Regions from separate parts of the Mus musculus genome. Here region 1 is linked to region 2. Evidence: chromatin contacts called from public HiChIP or PLAC-seq data. All regions are on one chromosome and are shown on one strand. The core of a region is the stretch at or near the end of the contact, and the rest is flanking DNA. Distances in the headings are between cores, read along the strand shown. Region 1 holds the start of Afg1l (AFG1 like ATPase). Region 2 overlaps Afg1l (AFG1 like ATPase).

Evidence for each region. HiChIP or PLAC-seq counts read pairs in DNA pulled down with a chosen protein or histone mark.
Region 1: an H3K4me3 HiChIP or PLAC-seq map of forebrain shows a contact between it and region 2, with 4 times the contacts expected there. The contact joins the promoter of Afg1l here to the enhancer-like site in region 2. A contact is called at or near these places in 4 of 39 promoter capture datasets (3T3-L1-derived adipocytes, embryonic stem cells, hippocampal neurons and 1 more), 1 of 484 Hi-C or Micro-C datasets (LSK cells), 5 of 115 datasets of contacts at active chromatin or transcription factors (bone marrow-derived macrophages, embryonic stem cells, forebrain and 2 more) and 1 of 9 other capture datasets (liver).

The regions. Positions count from the first base shown.
Region 1 is chr10:42,473,675-42,479,925 of GRCm38.p6, reverse strand. Afg1l (AFG1 like ATPase) reads left to right here and starts at 1,361. Exons shown (of 13, transcript NM_145743.2): 1 at 1,361-1,663. The coding sequence starts at 1,525.
Region 2 is chr10:42,335,400-42,341,636 of GRCm38.p6, reverse strand. It overlaps Afg1l (AFG1 like ATPase), which reads left to right. Exons shown (of 13, transcript NM_145743.2): 9 at 1,385-1,455; 10 at 1,712-1,812. Among named protein-coding and RNA genes, the nearest start is that of Foxo3, 62 kb to the right of the region's middle. Within about 2 kb of position 1,771, at least 26 of the 459 cell types and tissues checked have an H3K27ac peak or open chromatin away from gene starts, as enhancers often do. A contact at or near this core is called in forebrain, neural stem cells and stem cell-derived neural progenitor cells, where this site is marked.

The sequences.
Region 1 (6,251 bases), core at 112-2,611, 140 kb before region 2:
TTTCTTAGGGCCATTGTTTCAGTAGTGCAATAGCCAAAGGGAAAGAAGACACAAGTGTCTCTTTAGACTATCTTCAGTCCCATCGGGGTGGGTACATACTTTGACATATTAGCAGAGAAAAGGCTTGAAGTTACTCTGCCATACTACACCTTCCATTTCCTGTTTCTTCAGAATTCCTCTTCTGGTGACCACAATTTGGTTTCCTGGAATTCTTCTTAGTGTTCTCTTTTTTGGTCACACAATTGAAACTTTGTTTCCTCCTTCCTAGGAATGCTAGACTTTCTTGTTTTCCATAATTCCCAGCTAAATGTTCAGGTCTTTTAGATATGATCCACGGTTGAAGGGTTTACTTTTTTGTTGTTGTTGTTGTTGTTTTATTTATTTTTAAGGATGTAACTATGTAGTTGGACTTCTAACCCTGCTGTCTACATTTCCCAAATGCTAGGATTGCTGTTTGTGCTTTTTCTTCCCAGACTGGTGAATCTTGGGCTTCCTGCTAACTAGGCAAACACTCTATCAGCTGAACACCACCCGACAACCCCTGGGAAGGTCTTTGTCTTTTGTTAAAAGTTAATCTTGTATGGACTAGAGAAGTGGCTCAACTGTTTAAATAATGTGTAACTTATGCAGCCGACAAGGGTTTGGTTCGTAGCACCCACGTTGAGTGGCCCACAGCTGCCTTTAATCTCAGCCAGCTCTGGGGGGATCAATGCCCACTTCTGGCCTCCAGAAGAATCGCTTTCAATATAGGACACACACACCTAGACAAAAATATAATCTCCGTACTCCTCCACAACAGTGCTCTCTCCTTGATCCCACTATTGTCTTTAGCTGCAGCGTTCATCTAGCCAAAGGGTCGCCAGCCTCAAATGAGGGCAGTCGCAAATTCAAGTGGTCACACCATCCCATGACTGCCACATCCACCAGCTGTCAGTCTGGGCCCTTTGGCTTTCCTGTCCCACTTATAAGCTTCTTCAAAGCATGAAAACATGTGCTATATAGAAGATAATTTCTATTACTCAACAGCTCAAACAGAAAGTGGCAGAAACACATTTCAGGTACCCTTCAGAGACACGTTGGACACCGAAAGAAAAGTAAATTGAGGCTATATTATAGCAGATTGGACGAGGTATAATATATACCTCTTGGTCACCTTCATATTATGCGGTCTTAGAAGGTTCACGATTATTACTACAAGCTACAATTGGTTTCTCAGGCCTGGAGAACTAGGGTTTCAGTGGGGGCGGGGTGGAGAGTTGGTTCTAGCCGCCTCTCAGCGGGGTGGGGCGCACCCGCGACTGTCAGGACACGCCCCCTCAAGGCGCGAGGCCTCTCGGGACTTGTAGTCCCAAGGCCCACCGGAAGGCGTGAAGGGCAGGCGTTGCAGCCTTTCTAAGCTTGAGGTCATCTCTCTTTAACGCTCTCTCATTTTCAGGCGTGGCCTCCTGGAGCGCCACAGCACCCGGCTGCTCCGTCGCGTCTTCTGGGTTACAATAAAGTTTTCCTCCCTGTACGGAGCTCAAGATGGCGGCCTCCTGGTCGCCCTTGGTTACTCTGCGCTCCGCCGCGCGCAGCCGGCTGACTGGGAGAGGTGTTGGGTGCGGGGCGCGGGTCGTCGCAATCCCTCCTCCGGCCCCTGGCCCTGGGAAACCCCTGTGGAAAGGTCAGTGACCGTGTCACGAGCGGGCCGCGCAAGGCCCTGGGGTCACCCCACTGTCTGATCCCTCCCAGCTGCACCCGTGGCTTCACAAGTTGTAAGGATCCTAGAGACGAGTTCGTGTCTATTGACCTTTTGCATCTCGTTGCCCCAAAGAGCGCTGAGCGCCTCAGGCAGCTGCCCAGAGTAACTTCCATTTGAGGGTCAGAGGCCAACCCAGTTCTTCCCCAGGTAACCCAGGCCTGGAGAGGGCAGGTGTGCAAGAGCCCGGCTTGGAGGGATGGGGGTAAGCAAGATGGGGTTGGTGTGTGGGGAGCCTTTCACCCCAACCCATCTGGGCTCTTAAGGCTGGTGATGGACTTAATGGTCATGTCAGTCAGGGACCCTATGCCCCCTCCCCGCCCATTTTCTCGATGCAGTCTTAAATTCCTAGGGCATCACTTTGTCTGTTTGTCTGTCATTTATCTGTTTTGCCCCTGACCTTCGATTCTTTCGTTCTACTGTCATGTGTCTGTGAATGAGTGGTTAGCCAAATTACAATCACGTGGTCTCACTGTGTGGTACAGGCTGGCCACGAACTTGAGAACCTCCTGCTGCTCTTTCCCAGAAGTGCTAATTTTACCTCTCTTCACTGGACTGGTTTCTCAAAAGACAGCAAACCCTGTGTCCTTATTTCCTTGGCACGTAGGATGGTGATTGGTGTCTGATGAGCAGATATTTTCAAATGAACGACGTTATTCTCATGGTCTTCCTCAGTCACCTTTCCTCATCTCCAAGAGCTTCTTTATATACCTTCAAAATCGGATATAATTTAACAGAGTATATATATGCAAATGCCGATTCTCATCGTCTCAAGATAGGTTTTTTTCCCCCCTCAGTCATTGAAATAAATACCAGACTGTGAGCTTTACATGGCCCACTTAGCAAAGGGCCTTGCTATCAAGCCTGAGTTCAATCCCTAGGACCCATATGGCAGAGGGGAAGTACCAACACCCACCACTTGTCCTCTCTTGCGCGCGCGCACGCGCACACACACACACACACACACACACACAAAATAAGTAAAGTAAAAAATATTCCTTTCTATTTTATAAACAAGAGAAATGCTGAAGTATAAATCTCATTAATTGAGTCTGGATTACAGTTTCTGCCCCTTTCTTTACTCCCCCCCCCCACACCCGCCATCAAGAAATAACCCCAGGAGGGTTATTTCTTTTTCCCCTCTTGTTTGAAGTTTCATTTACAAAGCTGGCTTAAACAAAGGCAGGAAGGAAGCCTTGGGAGAGACCATGAGGACAGGAAGGGCAGGATTTGGCTTGATTTTCAGCAGTACTGTGCTTTGAACCCAAGGTCTCCTGTGCACTAGGCCACCCTTCTGCCACAGAGCTATAGGTTCAGTTCTTTTTTTTCTTTTCTTTTTTTTTAGTTTTTTGAGACAGGGTTTCTCTGTATAGCCCTGGCTGTCCTGGAACTCACTTTGTAGACCAGGCTGGCCTCGAACTCAGAAATCCTCCTGCCTCTGCCTCCCGAGTGCTGAGATTAAAGGCGTGTGCCACCACCAGGCCAGTTTTAACCCTCTTAATAGTTAAGGGAAAGCCTTTTCTCAGACAGCAAAGGGGCCCTCTGTTCCAGGGCTCAGGTGCTGATCCTGAGGCTAGACTATCACAGCAGATTTGAGACTGGCTTGTGCTACATAGTGAGTTCAGGTCTAACAACAACCAAGAAATCATATTAGCCAGTGGTGTGTAGGTAGAAACGTGACAACATTGTTAATTCATATGAAGTCTTAAACTAAATGTAAGGAGTTATATGAATGAGTTGGGCCCAGCCCTCGGAGGGAGGCAGGATTACAGTACTCAAGTTTGATAGCTAATATGTGATGAGCCCTTTTCTTTTTTCTTAAAACAATGTACACACTCACATGCAGACACATGTAGCATGTAGATACACACTTTTTTTGTTTGTTTGTTTGGTTGGTTGGTTGGTTTGGTTTGAAAGAGGGTCTTGGCTGGAGCTGGCCTGGGGCTCACTTGCCAGGAGTTCACTAGCTTCAACCTTGCAACCCCCTTGTGTTGGCCTCTCAGCTGCCATTACAGGTGGGAGCCACCAGCCCCAGCTGAGCCTTTTCTATACTCTAGGCTGACTTCTAATCGGCTCCTTCTTTCTTACAATCCGAGTTTCGTTTGTTTTTCCAGCCATGTTTGGAGAGAACAGCCTATGACTCTTACTGGTTTTTGTGGTTCTGAGGGAGAGGGGCCAGAGATGAACTTGGGATGGGGTCTGCCATTTGGGTTCAGAGAGCCCTGGATGCCGAGGGGGCTGTGTAGGCTTAGTGAGATAAGGTAGTGGAGGGTTCTTGGAATAAATGTGGTTGAGTCTGTTTCGGCATGCGTGCTCCTGGATACACCAGGCATTGGGGGTTGGGGGACGATGCTGAGGCTGGAAGGAAGTTCAAATCTTTGAGAAGGCAGTTTGGTTATGCTGTGGTGGGGAGGGAATTCAGACATGGCTTCTTGATAGAATTGACAGTCCTGCAACAGATATGGAAGATTAGTTAATATCATTGTGGAGTTCCTAGTTTGGGCTACGTAAGGGAAACTAAGTCAAGATGGAAAAGAAACCCAAAGAGGCAGTTCCATTGTTTTTGGCTTAAATTGTTGTTATTGTTTTCTTAGCTTATTTATGTATTTATTTATTTTATTTATATGGGTACTTTTGTTTATATTATATTCATATGGGTATTTTATTTATGTGGGTGTATGTGTATCTGTATACCAGAAGACAGCATCAGACAGTTGTGAGCTACCATATGGGTGCTAGGAAGTGGACTCAGGACCTTTGGAAGATCAGGGAGTGCTCTTAACCACCGAGCTATTTCTCTGGTCCCCTGGTTTTTTTTTTTTTTTTTTTTTTTTTTTTTTTTTTTGTGCGTTTTGTTTTTTAAAATAAAACAACTCAGACCCCTTGGAAGGACAGCAAGCATTTATAACCACTGAGCCACCCCCCCCCAGCCCCGAGATTTAGTTTTGATTGGTTAAACTTAGGGTGTTGGTGATGGTGCTAGTTGTGGGGTGTGGGGAGGGAGGGAGGAATAGGAGGCAGGTGGAGCAGGAGAACGCAGGACTTGCCTGGGCAGGTCTGCAGAGTGGAAAGCAGAAACAACAAGTGTAAGTCCCAGGGAAGACTTAAGACACATCATGAAGAATAGAGAAGGCGTGAACAACTGGGACAGATACTGAAAGGGAGGACATCTCTCGGTTTTACAACAGAAAAAACCCTCCTGCCTAAAATTCTGCTTTATTTGAGTTAGCCTAAGAAGAGTGTGTTTCATAGGGTAAGAGGCTGTGAGAATCAAATCTCACCATTTGTTGTAGCACAATCTTGGGGCATGTACTGTATTTTTAGGTGTTGCTATTGGATGATACCCTGTTCTGTTCAGCTCACTGCAGTCTCATCTCCTGCACAGAGATCCTTCTCAGCAGGAGTGGAAGTAGCTTACAGGGTAAGGACCGTACTCACTGAGCTGTCTCCTAGCCTTGTGGGTGGATGGACTTCGTAGTTCTCAATGTAGTGACTCTCTTTATGTGAAACAACTCAAGTCCATTTGTTTTTGTTTTTATTTTTATTTTTTAAATGTTTATTTATTATTATATCTAAGTATACTGTAGCTGTCTTTAGACACATCAGAAGAGGGCATCAGATATCATTAGAGGTGGTTGTGAGCCACCATGTGGTTGCTGGGATTTGAACTCAGGACCTTCAGAAGAGCAGTCAGTGCTCTTAACCGCTGAGCCATCTCTCCAGCTCCTCAAATCCATTTGTTATTATTAGCATGTATTATTAGAGATGAGCATTCTTTACCCCACCCCACCCCCTTTGTTTTGTTTTCAAGACAGATCTTGGTCCGCCTGCCCCTGCCTTCTAAGTGCCGGGATTGAAGGTGTACACCAGCACTGCCCTCACGTCCACTCTTGAGGGTGCCTTTTTTGTTTTTTGTTTTTTCTTTTAAGATTATTTTTTAAAATATCATTATTCTTTTAAACACTAGATATCATTCTGGGATAGATGGAAGGTTAGTTGTAGTAGGACTGATCTACAAATAGATGATTGAAAACCCGGCAAACTTGTGGGTGAGGAGATGGCTCAGCAGTCAAGGGCAGTGGCTGCTCTTCCAGAGGACCTGGGTTCGACTCCCAGTACCCACATGATGTCTCCCAATTGTCTGTACCTCAGTTCAGGGATTCCAGTTCCAGGGCATCTAATGTCATTGGTACACAAGTGGGACAAAGACATATATGTAGACCAACCACATAAAGAAAAATTTTAAATATAAAAACAAAACCCCCATAAACTTCAGGGGCCTAGAATAGACGACTTAAAAAGCTTTATCCCCTTAAGTGGCTGGTGAATATGTGATGTTAATGTTTTAGATTTGTCTTTTCATGGAAAGAGCCAGGGTAACAAAAGATACTAAAGCCTGGGAATTAGTGATGCAACCTTGGGCCCATATAGTAATACGCTGTCTAAATTCTCCAAGGTGGGGGGAGTCATTTTGGTTCTTGTGTATATGAAATACTAGTTTCCCTATGCAGTT
Region 2 (6,237 bases), core at 522-3,021:
GGTAGAAAGAGAAAATTAACTCGCACAAGTTTTTCTCTGGCTTTCACATGGAATGCAAGCGTAATTTTAAAAATTACTTAAAAAAAATTTTTTTTGGTGATTGTCTTTAAATCATTCTTTCCATAGTTCATTTAGTTCCTTTAATGTGGCTTAATCTGAAGGTCTTATAGGGCTTTATGAAACTCAGGTAGCACTCCCTATGGCGTCAACCATGCAGATGATATCTTGGAAACCTGCAGAGGTGGGCGGCCTCTTTGTGCTGACTGCAGCTGTGCTCTAAGTTGCTGCTGCATTTGCTGCAGCTGAGGAGCTCCGTGGTTGTGTGTTAAATGTCAGCAGCCTGCTAAGAAAGATTCTGTTTAGTCTAAACTTTATCTTAATGACTAGTTTTCAATAAAATTGAAAGGATGTCAGTCACTTCCACAATTAGCTAAGATTGATTTGTTTCAAAATTAAGCATATTGTCAGGTCATCTTGTGCAAGTTTGTGTGCGGGATGAGAGGAAACTTAGATTCGCACTTGAAGGGTTTTTTGGAATGGCCTTTCTTCTACCAGTTATTTCTCCTATTGACTGTTAATTTATCAACCCTTCTTTGAAAAAAAAAAAGTGAGAAGAAAAGAGGCCACAGCACTATCACATCTCTATATGTGAGCTCCTTAAACCATATGGTGATTTCTAATTAGAATACAAAAGACTGGGTGGTAAGACTCACTCCATAGCCTGGGCAATGAGGGCCTCACAGAAGGAGGGGGCGGGGGTGGGATTCCAACAAGGACATTTTTGAGAGAAACTGGAGTCTATTCTTGTCCTTATCCTGACAGAAGTCTGTCCTGAATGTGTTCAGACGCATAGAAGTCTGATAAAGTTTCTGAGGTGCTGATTAAGTTGGTGTTTGGAAGCTAGTGATCTCATCCTGAGAGCTCGATCCTCTCAGCCGGTGGCTTGACTTGGTTTTTCTCATTCTCAAAACACCCTCAATCTTTAATTCCACGTGTACCCTCTCAATGGCGATTTCAAAGGATACTTGCTGGATGCTTGACTGCCTTGCCTATTTGCTCTTGTTTTGCATGCAAGAGAGAGCCAGAAGCTTTCTTCTCATTGTGTACACATAGTATTAATGGATTTACTCCGCCTGTATTGTCTCATTACTGGAAACATCTAGAAGCTCAGAAGTCTTTCAATGTATGCAAATAAGGCAGGATCATCTACCTGAGAGTTAATATTCACTGCTTTTAAGTGTATTCTAAATCTAATGTTTGTATTTAGAGCATAACATCCTGTTCTCCTTTTTTTATGGGCAAAAAGCTAAGCAGGCTCAGGCAGCTGTTTGATGTTGGCTTCAAGTGTTATTAATTTCATATTCTATTATTCTTTTCACTGTAGCACAAGTGAGGCTGATGTGGAGGCCGTCGTGGATAAGTTGTTTGATGAGCTGGCTCAGAAACAAAATGATTGTACGTAAGTTAATTTCTCTTGAAAGAGAATACATTTAGAACACAATGCCCAATCTCCACTGACCAATTAATAAGTTCCATTGCTGTATACGGGTTGATGCCACACTCAAGTGGCCGTCATTGTATCAGCATTTTCTCTAATTTATGTGTTGAATCATGTGCTATTATTCATCAAGCTATGCATTTCCTATCTGTAAGAGATGAATTTTATAGTAATTATCCAGACAAGATTGAGTCTTTGTTCATGTTCCCATAGTAACTAGCCCAAGGATTCTGAAAGTGCAAGGCAGAGAGCTGCGGCTGAATAAAGCCTGTGGAAGCGTTGCCGACTGCACATTTGAAGAGCTGTGTGAGAGAGTAAGTATCCAGGCCTGGCCAGACTCACTGGCCTTTTCACATGTTAAAATACTTCATGTTTTCCCCTCAGCCAGCTTCAGATTTTAAAACGCCATTCACAGAGTCAGAACGGAGGAAGAAATCTCCCTAAGGGACATTTTTCATCCATTTACCGAGCAATGTTTGTAGGTTCTGGCACAAAATCTGCTCTTTGAAGGGCTTTCAGGAAAAAAAAAATCAGAAATGCAGAGACAACTGTCAACTGTTGCTGGAAGCAGAAGCAAAATCAGTGTCATATATGGCTCTATTGTGAAAGTCACATGTGAGGGGAGTAAGGAAAACTGAGGTGTAAGGGATGGCAAGATGGCACAGTGGGTAAGGACACTTGCAGCCAAGTCTGGCCATCTGAGCTCTGTTCTCCATGGTCCCACATGGTGGAAGAAGAGAGAGCAACTCCCACAGGTTGCCTTCCAGCCTGAGCATGGATGCATGGAATAAATGGTAAATGGAAAAAAATTTTTTTACAAGGAGAAAAAAAATGAGGTGAGATTAGTGGGGATGAGAAGCAAGATAAGCAATTTTACTGTGATCTCAGGAGACGCGGGTAAAGAGCTGCATATTTCAGATTCATTGTTCAGCTGCCATGCTGTCTGAGCTGCTGGCCAGGTGAAAGAACATCAATTTAAAAAAAAACTATGACACTGGTATTATAATAGAAGTAGTTTATCTCACAGATGGAATATTTGCACACACACACACACACCCATATCAGAACATCTTTGACCACAAATCCTCTGTAAATATGAAGTCTTTTCAAAGTGTGGGGGTCTCAGTGCTCAGTAGAATACTCGATGTGATTATCCTGTGTAAATCCTGAGGCGCTCGAGTAACTTTCCACAGAGTTCCTCAATCGAGCATCCTCCCAGGCCCTGATTCCTGGCTTTAGCTAGTCCAAGCAGAGCTGTTTTGAGGCACAGAGAAGCTTGCTCTCATTTCTATCTGCTGAGTGTTAACCGAGTGTGCTTCTCAAAAGCCGCTGAGCTACTCCTAGCAGGCAAGCATTCGTCACCTTTAAACCACAGATGAGTCCAACCCGCAGTCATTTAGCTCTTTAGAAGGAATACAATTAGGATTAATTAAGACTCTGATGGAGAGGCAACCTCTGATCCCCACTGTGGCTGGCACGACTCCTTCTTCTCTCCCAGCGGCAGTCTTAACCCCCTATTACCTGTACCTGCAGGGGGAAAGTCCACTTGGACTTGTGCTTAAGTTTCACTGTCTTTGCTAAATCAGACTCCCTGGTCAAGGGTAAAGGCCCTCCTCTCACTGAGGAGGCCTCCAATGAGGGGAACCGGCAGGCCGTGGGGTCCTGGAGGAGGTCGGGGCCCTCTCGTGGAGCACGTCCGAGGGTCGGCGTCTCTCGACTAGGTTCATTAATTCTGGACACTTGGTATCAGAGAGGGGTTGTTTAGAATCCAAAATCCCTTATCGTCTTTTTTTCTGTGCAGTGGGGTTGGAGGGAAGAAGGTTAATCAGGATTTAATATTGAAAAATGAAATTAATACCGACACGGCTCAGCTTTATTTGACAAAAGTTTGGGCCTCATGACAACTGTGAACCAAATTCTCAAAATCAACAATAAGACAAGACTTCCATTTATTTTGGCGTAACCAACACACTATTGTATCCTTCACTTTGTGACTGGCTGTTCAGTTGCATAGGAAACCCCTTCTATAAAATGCTCCAGAATTTCATGATTTCTTGCTATCCTTTAATGCATGAACATTCCAGTTGTTTTCTTCTGGAGTTTTTAACGGGGTCATTACCACAAAATGCCACTGACTGCCTAGCTTTCTCTCCTCTAGTTAGATAGACCCCCTCACTTGCCAGTGACATGCACGGGTAAGTCAGCATTGTTCCCTTGTAGCTGGGATGTTTTCTGAATCAGACAAGCCCTGAGTGACTGACAGGTCGTTGGCTCGGAGATGCAGTGGGATGTGGTGGGATGCAGCGTAAGCTCACTATGGAGAACTCTGAGGAAGGGCTAAGTTTTTAAGCGGTCAGTTCCTTACTGCCATTTTCTTTATTATGGTGGTTTTTGCATTTCTTTGCAGCTTTATAATTGCGACAATTCAGAGACTGAATGTTCCACGGAGAGGATCCTTGAGATCAATCAACTTCAGATTAAGCCTAAAACTCTTAATTAGTTATGATGATCTTATGAGCAGACTAAGTAGCTGCCACAAGATAGTCAGGCAAGATAAAAACAACACATCCAACCCAAGTCCTTGAGTAAACACTGGGGGCTGGGTCCACGTTTGGGTCACACAGTGTAGTCTCTGGAAGGCCTGAGACCCCCTCAGCTGCCACCATGGACATCATTAGGAGAGCATCGTCCCCTAAGGAGCAAAAGACTGATACTGCAGTGAGGAATTTTGAGCCATGGGGGGAAATACTATTTTTGTGGACTTTTAAGTGGGTAGCAGCTTGTGTATCCGTGTGTAAGTTAAAGAGGGAATGGAAGGTTTAACTTGAAGTACTGGACGTGCTCCATAAGTCAACCATCCCACCCTCTGCACCCCTCTCCCTCCCTGCTCTAAGCATAGTCTCACATCTGTAACCCTGCAGATCAACCTCTGCTTTCGTGGTATCTCTAGTATTCTCTATTCTATCTCTTCACAAGTCTGATTCAGCATTGCCATGCTTAGATCAGTCCAGAATAGGACCCCCTAGCATCCATATAAAAATGACAGCTAACAGAACCATGCATGAGGAAGCCATCATTCCAAGTGTTCGTTATTTAGTAGCTTATTTAGTGCCATGATAAATAGGTGCTATTATTGTCCCATTTTACAGATGAGGAAATGGAGGCATTTAGATGTTAAGTAACGTTCATTTGGTCATATAGCTAGTAAATAGCAAAAGGAAGACTTGAGCTCCTTACTGGTTTGAGGGTTAGATGCTGCATTCTTCACCTCTCCGTTATGGCCTGGGTTTTCTGGACAATTCTGTCTCAGTTCATAAATAGAGTTCAAATTCTGCCATGAAATCCACTCAGATTCCTTGCACATTTCCACATCTGAGGTCAGCTTTGAGACACCGATAGAGCATGACGCTAGCTGAGGAAGCAGACACCGCCAGTCCTGAGAGGTCCTTAATACAAATTCCGCTACTTTATCAGAGCGCCCCCAAAGGAAAGGGAGGCCAGAGATGTGGTGCCCTTTCTGGATCCAGAGCCATGGCGTGTCTAGTAGTTACTTATATCAGGGATTTGTGTTGAGTAATCACAGTATGCAGGAGCCCCTGTGAGCCCACTGGGGTGAGATTTCCAGCAATGGTGCTATAGAAATGGCAGGTAAAACCTGCTGAATGCAGACAGTGGCACCAGACTGTGCAGTGTCCTCCATAGCTGGGCTCTCACAGAGGAACAACACAGCAAAAGCCAAGCCAAGCAGACTCTCCATCTAAGCTGAGGCCACATAGAGTGGTCAGCTGACTGGTTTTGTTAAGTTTTGACTCTGAGAACATGCATTCTTTCTATATTTGTGAGGATGGAAGGCCCATTTTAGGAGACACTTCTGTATGCCAAATACCGTGGTCGCCTTAAGACAAAGCTCTTGGCTTTCAGTTTTTTCCCTCCCTTAAAGATTACATAGAAGCCTGAGTGACAGAGTGTGGTATTTCCACTTGGCAGACGTTTCCCCACAGTGTTTGACAGACATTTCTTGGAAATGAGTGGAAACTGTCATTTCAAGTTAAAACAATGAGCAATGTTTGTCACCAGTGTTGAAGTCTGAGTGAAGGAGTAAAAGTTAAAATTTTGGCACTTGTCTCTGCCATCAAGGTCCCAGTCTTTGAACCTTTCCCTCGCCCCTCTGGTGAGATTGATGGTGGTATTAACAATGCAGAATTTCAGGAGTCTGGGGAGAGGAGCAGGGCTAGAGCACTGTCTCCCTCTATGTGACTTGGCTGACTCTGAACTCCTGCTCAGCCTTCTGAGTCTCAGTTCACAGGTGTTTGCTACCATGTCTACCTGAATGTTTTGGTAATTGTATAATTGAACATTTCACATTTGGAAGGTCTAGTTTATTGAAGCAACATTTCCTAATAACCAATGCATACTGTTGTAAAATCACACACGACAGAAGAAAAATGCAGAAAGGCTAATAGAAAATAACAATCCAAAAACTATAAGCTGGGTACGGTGGGATGTACCTGTAATCTCGGCATTGAGAGGCTGAAGCGGAAGGGTTGGGGATTTGAGGTCAGCCTGGGCTGCGTAGTGGAATCTTGCTCAAGCTGAGGACAGGGGGTGACTACGATGGTTCAACACTTAGCCACCAGCCTGTGGCCTGATTCACTTTCACACAGCCCCAGAGTGGAAAGAGAGAACCAACTCCAGCAAGTTGACCTCTGACCTCTACACATACATGTGACACATATAAA